2 separate regions of the Zea mays genome follow, and region 2 is linked to region 1. A link is a contact called in public Hi-C data. All regions are on one chromosome and are shown on one strand. The core of a region is the stretch at or near the end of the contact, and the rest is flanking DNA. Distances in the headings are between cores, read along the strand shown. Region 1 holds the start of LOC100501835. Region 2 holds the start of LOC100285582 (carbohydrate transporter/ sugar porter/ transporter).

Region 1 (7,909 bases), core at 3,644-6,143:
GCCGGCCCCCTCCATGTTGTCGGGGCAGTCAGATGCCCCGAAGGAGATGGTGGTGCCCCTCCACCGCTGGTGTGGAGCAGTTTTGGGGACCCCTGGGACCGCCGAAAGAACCTCCCGTCGTAGGGACTTGACACTCCTGCGGGAGATGAGCTCCCAGCTTCCGCCGTATATTACATACAGCTTCTTGCGACGGTCGCCATCATCACTGCAGTCAGAATCTCCGGTGAAAATGTCATTTAGGTCCCCCTCGGGCGATTGGTAGCCGAGGTCTCGTCCCTCCACAACCGCGGCCTCTTCGTTAGCTTCCTTCTGGCCTGGTCGGCGGTGGGGCGGCGAGACGTCCTTGGAGGACTGCTCGCGCCGCTCGCTGACGCGCCTCGCGAGTTTGATAATCTCACGGCAGTCGGCGGCGGCTGTTGGGGTGCACTGGGCATGTGCCACCACTGCTTCCCTGGGGCCGTGGGCATTTGTTGCGCTCGCCTTGGCCCCCGGCAGCGGCAGCAACGACTGAAACAGCGAACTGCGACTTTCCGTGGTCGTGGTTCTTGTTTCTCTTTTTCTTCTTGCCTTCGCCCTGGGTGACGACATCCGAGCCGCCCACCTGGGTAACCTCGGCCTGTGGTACCGAGTGCCATGCACGACCCTTGGCGGCTCTAGCACATTTGTCAGCTAGGGCAAAGAGTGTGGTGACGTTATCCACATCATGCGTGGCCAACTTCTCCAACATCTTTTCATCACGTACCCCCTGGCGGAAAGCAGTGATGATGGAAGCATCCGAGATACGGGGGATTGTCCCAAGTACCTTGGTGAAGCGGGAAATGAACACCCGGAGGGTCTCCCCAGGTTCCTGCCTTACTGCATGGAGGTGCGCCTCCACATCGTGCCGCTGGTAAGCGCTAGCGAAGTTTGCCACAAACCGTGCGCAGAGCTCTTCCCAGGAGCAGATGGATCCCGGGGCTTGGTTCATGAGCCAAGTCCAGGCTGGCCCAGACAAGGCTACATGGAAGTAGGTTGCCATTACGGTGGTGCCTCCACCTGCTGTCGTAATGGCGGTGACATAAACCTGCAAGAATTTTGACGGGTCTGTCGTACCGTCGTATTTTTCTGGCAGATGTGGCCGAAACTTGGGTGGCCACGTTTCCGCGCGGAGGTGGTTCGCTAGGGCGGCGCAGCCCACTCCAGCCAACGGGATGCTGGTCTGGAATCGAGCATCCCCTGGGGCCCGCGGCGCGACCGCAGCAAAATCTTGCCCGAAGTTGCCGCAGCGCTCACGCGCCTTCTCTAAAGAGATACATGCATTTTTGCCCGGACGCCTGCGATTGAGTTCGTCCCGCAGGTGTTCTGGTCCCTCTGGAAGAACTTGCGCATCTCCTTCAGCGCGCCTGCGGTTGAGCTCCGTTCGCAGATCTTCAGTCGAGGCAGCCCTTACCGAGAGCGAGCGCTCCGAGGCTGATGCCTCGTACTGGCGCCGGGACGATCGAGGTTTGGGCCTGACCGAGCCAGTGTGCGCCATGCTAAGGAGGCGATCCATGTCATCACGCCACTGCCTCATAGCCCCTGGCGAGGCCGTAGGGCTTGGCGGGTGGCGCAACAACTCTCTGGCCGCAGAGAGCGCTCCGGCGGGAGCAACCCCTGATGGAGTCCGGGGCGCACGGCTGCGACACCAAGCGCCGGGTGGCCAGAGCTCTATGGCGTAGAAGATGTGGCTTTTTCCTCCATGGGGAAGTCTTCAGAAGTCTCGTCACGATGCTCAGCGATATGGACCATAGTGTCGAACAGGAAAACAAGCAAAAACTAATGCCTAGCCCCCTACCTGGCGCGCCAAATGTCGGAGAGGAAATCTCCGGCCGGGTGGCGGAGTGCACCCGCCCTAAATCCTGAGATGAGGAGGGGCCTAAGCGTTTTGCTTGTTAGTCGGAAAAATGGGATGAACACAAGAACACACAAGGATTTAGAGTGGTTCGGGCCGCCGGAGCGTAACACCCTACTCCATTGTGTGATGTATTGCTTGAGAGCTTGTATGAACTTGTGAGTGACTAAGTGAGCCTAAGATTGGATCCCCTTGTAACGCCGCATGCCTCCCCTTTTATAGCTGAAGGGGGGCATGCACAAAGGTACTGAGCTCCGATACGTGGGCCCAACAACAAATGGAAGGATGGAGCTACTGCTTGCCCAGCTTGTGTAATCTCCGTGCGTCATGATATCGCAGTGCGTTCAGTATTGATATCTTGCTGTAGCACCCTCGGTAACGCGCAAGTTATGGTGGGTGCGGCGCATGCCACGACGTAGGTGTACTGTTGGCCAACGGGAATAGCCAGACATGCCGCCTGTAGGATGGCTTGGGCGCCGCCCTGTCAGTTGGGTGGACAGGGCGCATTTAATGCTGAAGGGGGCACATCTCCTGTCAGCGAGGTAGTCAGACGGCGCGTCCTTTCCACAATAAATGCAAGGGCAGCGTGGCCCAGCGGCTTTACGTCAGGCCCGTCCCGTACGCTTACGTCATGCATAGTAGGCCGCTTGACTGCACCAGGCCTCCGCCTGACCAGGGAATAGGGACGTTGCGTGGTCGGGTTCGCACCAGGCTAGGTCTGGACACATGTCGTCCCCGGACCCCTTCCAGGGCAGGGTCCGGGTATTCCCTGCCCCAGAATTCCGGGACCCGGTGGTGATTAGTCCGGACCCCACTCGGAGGGATCCGGGACCCATCTCGGAGGTCCACCCGTCACACGCGGGGTCCGGTGCCTTCCACCGAGTAGGTCCAGACCTACTGCGTGTATCTGGAGCACGTCTCTTCCCTTCGCCACGTGGCGACCCCAGGGCGGCTGATGAGGCGTGGTGGAGAACTGTTCTCCACGCAACCAGAGACTTCTCTGCTGGCCCAGCGCCTTCCCCTTGTAACAAGGGGTACCCCTGTTTCTAGGTACCGATAATGGTGTACATGACATCTTGGGATTACTACTGCTGTTTGCAAATTGCTCGTACAGTTTTTATTGGAGGAAAAGAATGGAAACTGCACGGAAACAATTTTTAGTGGTGCATAGTTGCTTAACTCAAACAAGTGGTTTACATTGATTCTTGTTTTCTAATAGTTGTAGTCTCTGTTGCTGTTTTGCATTTCATATCATGGTATTTTCAGCTGAAGTACCAGCACAGACCAGTTTTCCCAAAAGATGCACTACCAATAGACCTGCAATAGGAGGGCCATTTAAGCTATATGATACAGAAAAAAATGAGGTGACTGAATCTAAGCTTCGGGGAAATTGGGCTCTGATGTACTTTGGCTATACATCATGCCCAGATGTGGGTCCAGCCGAAGTTCAGAAGATGGCTGATGTTGTTAAACTGTTAGGTACATATTTCCTGGAAGATTATGTATTAAATTTTCTCAGCACCCTCTGCATTTATTTTTACACATTTTGTGATTATCAGCTTATGTAGTTACACGCGTATGATTTTCTGTATGTGCTCAATGTATGTCTATGTTTAGTTTAGCATATTTAGTTTGAAGGCTAAAACTCAGTTTATACAGAAATTGGCTTATATCCACTGTTTATTCACTTTCTCTGCAACCTTTCTTAGCTGTTTTCGATTATCTATTATCTTTTGCTGACAAGTGATTCATAATGATGTTTTCAATACTATGCTAGTATGCTTACTTAGTCGTGGCTTCTGTCAGTTATTGTCAAATCTATGACCTATGGATAAGTACCTAGCGGGATGCCAAGCTGAGTTGCTCAACTCAATGGGGCGCCTAGTCCTGGTGAATGTTGTGCTAGATAGTCAACTAATCTACCACATGAGCTCACTCCTTGCCCCCGGGACAATCAAGCAAGTTGATCGGCGAAGGAGAGGCTTCCTATGGTCAGGTACTGGGCAAGCTACAGGTGCAAAATGCTTGGTCGCTTGGGAGGAGGTTCAGCAGAGCAAGATTGCTGGTGGTCTTGGGGTCAAGAAACTGGCGCTCCAAAACATTTGCTTACTACTGAAACTGCTTCACCGATTGCACACGGCTTCTAGCTCCTCCTGGGCGGTCTGGGTTCGAAGCCAGGTTTGTCTTGCCACACAGGGAGCGTTGGTGGGTGATCATTGGGAAGTGATGCGCTCGCTGCTACCGACATACAGAGCTATCACAACCTCGCAGGTAAAAGATAAGAGAGGGACCTCCTTCTGGCATGACGCATGGTGCGGGGATGATGAACTTGCCATACGGTTTCCTGCACTTCTAAGCCACATGAAAGACCAAGAGGTCAGCGTGCGCGATGTAGTCGACAAAGGGCTTCCTTCCATGCTTGTGCCCCGGCTCACTACACAAGCTGCCCAAGATCTGCTAGAGGTGGAAGCGCTTATAGAACCTCTAACTAGATATCCGGAAGTGTTTTGCAGCTACAATTGAGGACAAGCTATAGGCAAGTGCCATCTATCATATCTTGTGTGGGGATGAGAGCAATATGGATGATGCAGCGAAGTTTATCTGGAGGAATGGCGCACCCCCAAGAGTGCAATTCTTTGGATGGTTGGCGCGCCGTGGACGAATCAATTGCAGAATTAATCTGGCTGTCAAGGGGATCGTGCCCGACGCCGGGTGTGATGTCTGCCATGGAGAAGATGAGACAACACCTCATGTCCTGTTCCGCTGCGATTTTGCCAAGCAGTTGTGCTCGCTACTGCAGGTAATGACACCAGCCCATGAGCACCACGCGCTGCTGCATTTGGCATTTGGTTTCTCACGGCCCCCTAGCCTGCCTGCACTGCATTTCAATACCTTCGTGCTGCTGGGCAGGGGCGGAGGGCCCATTATGGCCTATTATGGCCCAAGCCATACCAAAAAATAAAAACAGGTCCGCCGAGCGCCGGTCCAGCTTCCATATCCCGCATTCGCGCTGGCAGCCTGGCGCTAACCCTAACCCTCACCGCCTGGCCCTCACGAACACAGCCGCCGCCCGCTGTGCCCAGCCTTCCGCCGTCCGCCGAGCCATCGAGGGGAGACCGAGCCTTCCGCCGCTGCCCGCTGTGCCCAGCCTTCCGCCCTTCCAGCCACGCGCTGACGCCGTCCGCGGTCCGCCGCTGTGCCCACTGCCCACTGCCCAGCGGCCCCAGCTGTACGGCCTTCTGTGCCGAGCCGGCGAGTCGCCGTTCGCTGCTCGGCTGCTGTGCCCAGGCGGCCAGGCGCCCAGCCCTCCAGCCACGCGCCCAGGCGGGCCATGCCACGCCTGTGCCTTCCGCGGTCCTCCTCTGTGTGCCTGTGCCTTCCGAGCTGTAACAGTAAGCAAAGCAAACAACTGCTTGTCTGTTGAATAATTTGATTGTTTGAATGTTGATGTTTGTCACAAACTTGCAGAGTTGATATATTTGGAGGATTGTTCAAAGGGCTTGATCTTCAAAATATTAAGAAGGCATTTCAAAAGAAGGATAGGCAAATACAATTGCCTAGGTCTCCAAGACATATATAGCAAAATCAGAGGTATGACAGTTACATGTTTTGTAGCGATTTATTCTTATTTTAGACAATGTTCTATTTTTTTATATATATCGCGAGTTGTTCTACAAGTTAATTGGTTATATGCTAAATATTATACGGTCCAGTTGTGTAGAGCCATACCTAAATTTTTATCCGTCCTCCGCCACTGCTGCTGGGCTTTGTGGAAGCGGAGAAATAGGCTAATCTTCTATGGCGGCATCGCATGAAAATTGAAGAGCGTTGGGTAGTTGATGTCTGGTGTGCAAAACTAATAGTGGCAATGTAAGGCCTCGTGTGCTCTTGTTTTTTTTTTTTTACTAAAACACTTGTAAACATTATGATGTGGGCCACTAAAGGCAATGAAAAATTCAGGTGAGGGTTCCTCTCCCCCGTTGACAGTAAAAAAAAACATCTGTGACCTACTCTGTGTCAGCTACTTTGGAAAAATTACAGTAGTCTATAATTGGCTTGCGATGAATAAATTTTCTGGATTCATCTGTGCGCTATCAATTTATGACCTTCATAATTGTTTGTGGTGCTTGATTTTTTTTACTAGAGTCAAAGTATGGCATGAAGATTACACCACTTTTTATCACAATTGATCCTCAACGTGATTCACCTTCTCAGCTTAAGGCATACTTTAGTGGTAAGATATTCTGCTACTGTGGTCAGAAACATTAAAATTGTAGGGTACGCTGCAAGTGACGATTCACCTCATTTTAACGGCAGAGTTTGAGTCAAGAATAGTAGGACTAACAGGCCCCATCAGCGCAGTAAGACAGATTGCTCAGGTTAAGGCTTCCGAGTAACACATCCAGGTCCGAGTTCGATCTCCTTCGGAGGCGAATTTCGGACTTCGTTAAAAAATTCTCTCACTGGGACCCGTCCGTTTCCGAGTTACGTCTTGTGTGCCACCCTCCGGCTAGAGACCGTTGCAGAGTGGGCGATGACAGCCCGCTAGTGATAGGGGCCAAGATTGGGGAATTTTCTCGTCCAGGACCATGTTTCGACCTCTTCTTAATATAATACCGGGACAGCGGTCTTTCCCTCTCCCGCCGACTTTTTCTTCTTCTTTAAGGGCTAGTTTGAGAGTAGCCCCTCCAATCTCCTCCGGTTTTGTGGCTTCCAAACTAGTCCTAAAAGAGTAGAGAAAGTTGGTCATGACTATCTTGTAGAAAGCTCTCACAACATGTAAGTGCATGTTGTGCACATTGCCATGTTGATGAATGTTTCCAGACATGGACCACCTGAAGTTACAGGTACTTGTTAGATCCATATTTGGAGACAGTAAGGTGCTTTGGAACTGAGTATGAGAGGCATCAGACCTTGCTGAGGCGATAACAATAGAGGCCCAGAAAGCATCTGCTTCATCAACAAACTAGTTTAGCGGGGTATTTCCACTTGGTGTACTTTCTAATTTTTTGTTAATTTAACTTTGTGATACGTATCAAAACTAGCCTGTTTATACTTCATCAACAAACTAGTTTTTTACATCTGTTTTTACCTGAAAGTAAAACATTAGTTGCATTGTTTATACTTGGCCGTAGTTTCCAGCCCATTATTTTCTTATTAGAAACCTTTGAAGTGAAAGTGTTATTTCCTATGATAGTGAGTTATTGATACGAAAGCCACATGGTTGTATCGTTCTAGTAACAAATTCTCTGTGTTATCTGCCTACCATCACTACCGGAATCGCAGGCTTTGCCGAGTGCCGGCGGCTTTGCCGAGTACTTTTTATCGGGCACTCGGCAAAGAAGGCTTTGCCGAGTGCCGCGCTCGGTAAATGTAGGCTCTCGGCAAAGATCCCCTTTACCGAGTGCTTAACACTCGGCACAGGACGCACTCGGCAACGACACGTTTGTCGAGGGTCAAACACTCCGCAAAGGTGACTCTCGGCAAAGCGCCGTTAGCGGCCGTCCCACAGCTGACGGCCGTCAGTCTTTGCCGAGAGCCAACTGCTGGCACTCGGCAAAGAGGATTCTTTGCCGAGTGCCACTAAGTAGGCACTCGGCAAAGCGTACTTTGCCGAGTGTCAGCTCTAGACACTCGGCAAAGTATATTTTTATTTTTTTATTTTGTCTCTCAAAATTATTGTGGTATGTTCCTACACTATGTAGACCTATATGTACCATTTGTGGACAATTTTAATAGAGTTTTCAATCGTTAGTAGATTTAGTTCGTTTATTTGAATTTCTTCGGAAAATTTAGATTTGAACTGCAGGTCACTCGAAACTTGGAAAACCGTACATGCAAAAATGATATTCATATTACTTAGCATAAGTTACGACCGATTCCAGGAGCAGACCGGAAACTTCGAGCAACATGCTCACTAAACATGGCCGTGAACTTGCCATCCACATGTTTAAAAATTGTATAAAACACAAACAAAGTCAAAAAATCCTGAAACTTGTCCACGTGTCATGATATCATATGTACAGGCTGCGATAAAAA
Region 2 (7,909 bases), core at 3,591-6,090, 320 kb before region 1:
ACATGTGTGTTCACTAGGGAGGTCTGGTTCATAACCCTCTCCTTTGTCGGCCTTCGGTGTTGTGTTCCTGGGCCAGATGATCTAGGTCTGTAGGAATGGTGGTGCTCGGCTTTATCCCTGGTCCCAAGAAGTGACAGGAAATGTTTCAACTTAGTGGCAATGCTAGTCTCATGGTATCTGTGGAAGCATCGCAATGTGTGTGCGTTTGAGGGATCTAATCCTAGTATTGCTAAGGTATTGCAAGTCGTTAGACTGAGCGCAACGGTGAACGCTACCGCGCCCCCTCCCCTTGCATGTCGGCTGTAGGGGGCACCCTATGGCCGCAGCGGTGCCCCCTACAGCGCCCCCTACGTGTCGGTCCCCTTCTCTCTCCCCCCAGATCTAGCGTGTCACTGTTCATCACCCTAAACACTGTGCTGTGGGTCCACGAGTAATTGTTAGTAGATAAAAAATTGATAGTTGGTATAGAAAATGATATTTTATAGTGGTAGTGGGGTATAGGGGGAGTATTTAGGGGGAACCGCTGCGGGAGATGAAAAAATAGGGGGGAAAATAGGGGGGAAAAGTGATATAGGGGGAAAAATTTAGAGGTAACGGTTGCGGATAGCCTTAGAGATGAGGCTGCAGCCTGGCGTCTAGCTGGAGCGTCCAGTCTGAGTGCGCTGTGGCCTCTATGGCCCCATGTGCCTTGGTTTAGTTTCTTTTATGAATCTCTTCTGGTTTTTTGTGTACTTGCCTCCATGATAGATCCATGTAACTTTTATTTTGGTTCATTTTCGGGCCTTATTTCTTTTTTTAATATAATGATACGTAGCTCACCTGCGTGTTCAAGAAAAAAATCTTAATGTTTTCACACCTACTCGGTTCTTTTTGGTCCACAAACAAGAAACTTCACCGAGAAACAGCATTTTCCGACTGAGAAAAACGAAATTTGTTTTCAGAAAGTTTGAAATACCATCTCGATCAGAAATAGCGAAATTCAACGAAATTTGTTGGATTTTTTTCCACGCCTTACAAAAAAATAAGTTAAAACGAAAAGGTATACCCTGATAATGACCATTCACTATAGTTTGTTTTGTTCATCGTGCCGTTCCAGTTGTCTCATAATCATTCACTATAAGCCTACTCTATAGGCCTATATGGTAATTTTTTCTGAAGAGTTTTTCTAAGAACCTAGATTCGTGTATAATTTAGTTGTCACGAGAATAGATGTTATGGAACTTACGTGCAAAGTAACATAAAGAGGTCCGTAAGGTTTAGAGTTTAGAAAGCAGCGAATTCCTCTTATCATGACGATTCGATGGATTATACATTTATGTTAATTTAGCCGATTTTCACATAATATAGTTACATTACGACAAAATCAGACTGAGAAGCAAAAGTTTGGTGACCAGAAACGGACCCATTGTTGGTTGTCTGATTAGTGTCGGGCTTTCTGGCCGTTTGGCAAAATATATATAAACTCTGATCATTGATTGAAGAGCACACAGTGAACAAAAATAACGCCCACCGTGGGGCTCGAACCCACGACCACAAGGTTAAGAGCCTTGCGCTCTACCAACTGAGCTAGACGGGCAGTTTATATTTTTGTTTTACTGATTACATAATTTGTATAGTAGCCTCGTCGGTCTGATCAAATACAAATATATATTCACCTCCATATTCCTCCAAAAGTCTTATACTATTATTATATATATATATATATATATATAATGCTGAACATAACCGAATTGTTCTGATGCTTCTGAGTCTATCTAAACAACCCTATGTAATCGTCCTTCGAGAGGTAACTCACTCTCACTCACGTTTTCTGTACAGATCCGAGAGCACTGATACTTTGGCAAAAACGTCACAAATTCTGTGAATGACTCCTGTGCCACTTGACATTGCCGCTCTGCTTAGCCTGCTGATCGATTAATCCCTTCTCGTCATCATAGGCGTCGATTCCTCTGTAATCCATATCGAAGACAGTAGAGCCGTCCTTGTCCTTCCTTCCAGAATAATAATCCGCTTGCCCATGACATCTTTCCAGTTCAATCTGCTGGAGCTCTGGAGTGATCAGAGAGTCCATCCTTGCCCTCTCCCTGTCTCGTGGGTACGTCCGGTACAACAGGGAGTAGATGAAGCAGCACAGCAGCATAGGGATGGCGATCGACGTGTACAGAGCTTTGGCTAGGGCGCCAGCATTTGATTTATCCCTGCCAACATTGTTATCTGCAGCTCCGTAGGGGACGGGATTGTACCCATAGACATGCTCGGCTAGAAACCCAACAACTGGTGGAGCGAATGAAGCTAGAACTGACTCTAAAGAACGGTCCAATGCATAGATGCTTGTCCTTGACCTCTCAGGTACAATCTCAGCAAATATCGGGCTGCACATTAGATAGAATCATTATTGCCAGCACTCAAGAATTTCATAGAGCTACTCTTGCATGTCATAAAATACATTTTATGCCCTGATCAGTGAAGTACTAATGCAGAAACGAATGAAACAAATAAAAGGTGAAAATATACTTGCTTGTTAGTTGCAGGACCATTCCAGGAGATGCTCAGACCCATGATAAACATGACAAGTCCATGCAAGGAACCAGAAGAGTTATCAGGGAGCCCCAAAAGCAACAGAGCAGCCAACGGAATAGCAGAAGCTGAGCTTATCTGCGACAGGACTATTCGGCCGGAATTCGGGAAGCGAGTAGCAAAGTGATCCCCCATCTTTCCACCTAACAGCCCTCCAAGTGAGCTTGCCAATGCAAATGTTACCATCAGGAGCCCAGTTCTGTTGTGCGTAAACCCCATCAACTCCAGCCACATTGGGGCAAAGGCCAGGGCAGACCATGGAAACGAGCCTGTGACACCCTGAGCCACAATGATCTGAAACGATGAGATCTTCACAACAGCCTTGGCTTCTCTCACCAAATCCTTCATCTCTGCCCATGCAGACTTGCGTAACAGCTGCTCGCCACTTTCAACATGGAGGAAATGAGGGTCCACTGCAAATAGGCCAACCAACACACCGACTACAACGCTTATAACAGCAACAATGTGAAATGCAACACGCCAGCCGGCAATACCCATGACTGTGGTGGGTGCAAGCATCAGGGAAAACAAACCACCAATAATTGAACCAATGTTTCCCGTAAGTTGAAGCCATCCAAATGCGGCGCCTCGAGTGTTGTCATCAGAGCAATCTGCCACCAGAGATTGGATCGCCGGGGTGACAAGTGCTAGGCCAATACCATTCAAACATCTAGCTATCGCTACCTGCTAAAAAAAAAGGCATTTTTCATGCACACATCTTCTCATCTTTTACTCTTTTACTCAGATATACAAAAAAGAACTGTTGTTCTGTTGAGGGCTAATAGAAACTTTATTTTAAGTTAAATTTCACCGCGTGCAAATTGATGCGGTAAAATGTCAAGCAAACTAAATTCAAGGTTTTTTCGAACTTCAAAATCAATTTTGGTTGTGAACAATGACATTTCGTGGAGATTCAACCAGATTAGAGTACAACAGGTCGAAAGTTAAAACAGTTTTATATCCAGGAGAAAAATACAGAGAAAGTTGCCACTTCAAAACTTGAAATGAGAAGAAATAAAACACATTTTTTTAAAAAGGAAAACACCAATTTCATGGTTATCAGATAATTATGTACATAAATCAACCATTAACAGCCATGAATATGGCAGTTATACTTTCCTCGTATGTTTCGATAAAGCCACATTGAATGCATTACTTGCAAATTTTAACTGAATTTAAGTAATAATTCTGACTCCTCCGGAAAAATAACAGCAAAAAAAAAACCGTGTTGACTTTTTTCTTCGGTGATCTTGATCTAAACTTGGTTTGCTATAGCATCTCAAAGGTAATGCACAAAGCCGCACCGGGAACTAAAGTGAACCTTCGTTATCTTTTTGGCCAGTAAATCCTGGACAGCGAAAGCACAAAGCACAGAATTATTCGGCGGATGAACCAAAGCAGTGAACCGAAGCATATACCGCTGGAATCCGCACCATAGTTCTATGATCAGATCCAAAGCTGAGCACAATTGGACTGGTGGCCTACCAAATTCGTGGCAAGAGATCCCACGCCAAAAGAGAAAAAAGAAAACACGCCGCCGGATAAAGCAGGGATTTTCTAGGGAACGGACCTGGGCAAAGGTGTCTGAGACGGCGACGAGGAAGGTGGCGGCGGCCCAGAGAACGGCCCCAACGGCGACTACGTGGGCGCGGTTGTAGCGCACGGCGGCGTAGGCGGCCAGCGGGTAGCAGGCGGCCTGCACGGCTGAGCGGTAGAGCGTGAGCGCGCCGAGTGCCACGGGCGTGGCGCCCAGCGCTGCGCCCACCTCCCGGTACACCGCGGGCAGCAGCGCCTCGTCGGCGCGCTCCATGATGGCCGCCAGGTTCACCAGCGCAAGCGTCCGCCTCCCCGCCTCCGCCATGGCCGACGCGGGCGGTTGACTGCCCGCTGGCGAGGAGCGCCCCTGCACCTGCCTCCAGGGTGCAAACTGGAGAGCAAGCAAGGGCGGGTGGCGTCCTTTTTTCGCGAGAGCAGCGAGATTTTCGTGGAAATGTTCGTCGATGGAGATGTTGGGAACAGTGACCGGGGTTCATCTGCTCGCCTAGCTCGCCGACGCGTTCGGATGTTGCAATTGCAATTGCAACGCGTGCGTTCCCCGCCCTCCATTGTTGATCCAAAGGTTAGGAGGAGGCATTCAGGACGAGTCAATTGACCAATGCTATCAGAGATTTGACATTGGCACACCGCATATCCGTCTCGTCTTCGGAAATCGGAGGATTTCGATGGATTTTAGGGACCGGGCCAGCTGTCAAAGACAGAGACAATCATCCATACAGCAGTTCCACACAGATAGAGGCATAGTACAGCTACAACTAGGGGTGAAGTCAGCTCGCCGGACTTGGCCTGCTTCGCTTCCGCTTCCGCGTGTCCCGGAGCACCAGTGACGTGTCTATAGAAACTCAAAATATTCAGTCCGGAGGAACGTGGCTTCCGTTTCCATCGGCGGCCACCAGCCTATCTACTAGCTGCCACTCGTCAGAATACACTGTCCAGTGCCGTTATTGTGTCGACTTCGGCCTTCCGAACACGTTATGGGCCTGGCCCAACTTGCACAAAGTTTGTGCTGACTATCTAAGCCCATGCAAATTAAGAGCATCTTCGACATCTTCTAATTAACTTCCAAAACTATAGTTTAGACATAAAAGATGAAAAAATACTAGTTCAACCGCTCCTAATATGTATGTGCTCCCAATTTTTTTGATGCCCCAAAACTAGAGACTAGCAATATAAATTTAGGGTCGAGCCACCGCTGCCTCTATCTAGTTTTTTTTTCACACTCCCACGTTCTAGAGCGTGCTCGCGTCCGTGTTGCAGATACATGTGTGCGTGCGAGGCCGATGCTTGTGCTGTCGTTTTTGATTGGCTGACTGCTCTTCTAATTGGGTATATTTAAGGAGCTGTTAGAGTTCGGTGTTTTTTTAGGGATTTAGACTTTTAGAAGGATTCTAATATATAAAGAAACTAGGAGCAGAAATATTAGTTGTTGAAGATGATCTAATTAGAGGCGGATCTAAAGGGAGGCAAAGTGGGTCATGACCCCTCAATTTTGCGCATCTTTTTATATCTAATGATTATTTAGTGTTAAGCGTAGAAAAAAAAATCAAAATTTTAGATAGTATAAAGCAGGGGCGGTGCCGGGGGCATTTGTTGGGGTCAGCTGACCCCTATAAAATTTGGAAAATACTATACAAATATATTGTTATCTAGTGAAAGTGACCCCAATAACTTCGTTGTCTGGCTTCGCCCCTGGTATAAAGTCTTGTTCTAAACCTCTAAAACTAATAGTTAGTCACTAAAATTAGCTGAAAGGTTTAGAATGAATCAACTAATTATTGGCTATACTCCTCAAATAAGTATTAGTTATTAGATGCCCCAACCTAGCTAAAACCAGTTAACAATTTTCTTTATAGGTTTAGAACATGGCCTAGAACAACCCTGTAATGAGCCTACTTGTCAGATCTTCTCAGTCCAGTCCTTGCATCTACCAGTCCGATCCTAATCTTTTCGACATCACCTAAACCAGTTTGCTCGCTACCCTGTTTTCGTCGCCGACCCATTCCCGATGCGACACCGCCAACTCTGTCCCTTGTCCTGTTTTCATTGTGACGTTGATCCGCTCGACAAGCTAGATCTCGCTCGTCGCAACGATATAACCTCCGCCCGACAAGCTAGATCTCGCTCGTCGCAACGATATGACATGTCCCCGACGATCGACGGACTTAGCAAACTAGTAAGTCATAGCTATCATGTGATCTTTTTGGTCTGCCATAAATTCTAGTCCTACCTCTGATACCTAATATATCACCATCTGCGGTCACACCAAGCGCCGACTTACGAAGCCTTCCCGAAAAAAGTCCGTTTGATTTAATTTATACTTCTCAATTAGAGAATCGTTTTCTTAGACTCCTCTAACCGTTGAAACGTTCAATTAACCTCTCTGAGCCGTTTTGATAACGTTTTTTTTTTCTTACATGGCCAACACTCCTATGTAGCGCTAATAAGTCAGCCAGAGAAAGATAAATTGAATTTTCGTGATACCTTGCAGAGGTCACTTACACTCTATAAACGAGTATAGAAACACCTTTATTTTAAAACAATAACCACGCATTTTTTTCTAGAATAAATATCAAAATTATTTTAGCTTAGAAAAATATAAAACTAGTTTCATTTTTTTCTAAAATCATGCTCTACCTTTTTTCTTGTGTAGAACTTGTTCAGCCTGCTTTCATCTAAGGCCATCAAAATCAAAACATTGGTTTATCAAATGTTCCAAAGTTTGTTTCAAGTATAACAGAGGGGTTGGTGAAGATTACCTTCGTTTAGGAGTGACGTGCAAGCGAAGACGAAGCAAAAAGGTTCGGCTCTGCAGTATAAATGTGCCAACAAAAACAAAGAATGAAAACTTCAAAGCTTGCTCAACACGACTATGAAGAAACAGACGACAACACCCTCAGTTAATCTTGTAGTTTATTTGTATAGGGTTGAGGACATAAATGCAATTTCGTACGAAATTGTACTCTAGTTCAACATTATAAATAGAGGTAGAGTGCCATGCACGAGACGACGTTTTTCAGGAGGGAGAGAATTGAGTCGCTCTACCTACGAAGCTTGCATTTGCTCCTTTTGCCTTTTACGTTGTTCTCTATAAAGTCGAATGTATGGTTGTAATCATTATTTAATAATAATAAGAATAATAAAAATGTTTTCAAGATGAGTTATCCAGAACATTTTGGTCTTTTAATTTCTTCATCTGTGATTCAACTCTTATCTATATATCTTTAACCTTCTCCCTTTAATTAACCTATTTAAAAAGAGTTAATTGGAGGGTGAGGAAAAGATTAATTCATTCGTGTTGCGTTGTTTCTGATTTTGTTCAGGAGTCAAAAACAAGTGACCAACATTGGTGCCCACCTCCGGTGAATTCACGACCTTGATGGAGACCATGACAAGCTTCGGTACTTTGTCGGCAAGCTTAAGGAAACTTATTCTCCCCATTATGGGAGGATCAAGCTTCAAACCAAGCAACAAGAGATAGGAAGGAAGCTCAAAGAAGGGTGCAATAATGTTGGGGTCCTGGGGCCCTACATCAAATCCAAATGGTCCCACGTCCCAATTATCTTATCTCAAGTGGACCTGCAACTCAAGTATTATCCACATAATGATGCCATGGTCATATCTTGTATCATCAAGGGCTTTGTCGGCGTTTCGAGACCAGGGGTCCCTCAGGCCGACGAGTGAGTGCCGCGTGCCCCAGCCCAGATGGGTCGAGCGCGTGGGCGAGCACAAAGGGGGGAGAGAGCGAGGCGGCCGGAGTCCGGCGTGAGAGAGGTGG

What was found. A called contact is a pair of places that touch in the nucleus more often than the background predicts.
Region 2: a Hi-C map of ear shows a contact between it and region 1, with 2.6 times the contacts expected there. The contact joins the promoter of LOC100285582 here to the promoter of LOC100501835 in region 1. A contact is called at or near these places in 2 of 25 Hi-C or Micro-C datasets (ear and tassel).

Annotation. Positions count from the first base shown.
Region 1 is chr7:105,127,792-105,135,700 of Zm-B73-REFERENCE-NAM-5.0, reverse strand. LOC100501835 reads left to right here and starts at 4,893. Exons shown (of 7, transcript NM_001196486.1): 1 at 4,893-5,262; 2 at 5,339-5,461; 3 at 5,584-5,740; 4 at 6,015-6,104. The coding sequence starts at 6,029.
Region 2 is chr7:105,447,599-105,455,507 of Zm-B73-REFERENCE-NAM-5.0, reverse strand. It overlaps LOC100285582 (carbohydrate transporter/ sugar porter/ transporter), which reads right to left and starts at 4,840. Exons shown (of 3, transcript NM_001413640.1): 1 at 4,148-4,840; 2 at 2,515-3,261; 3 at 1,447-2,372. The coding sequence starts at 4,438. The coding sequence ends at 2,358. TRNAK-CUU (transfer RNA lysine (anticodon CUU)) reads right to left here and starts at 1,576; the gene lies at 1,504-1,576.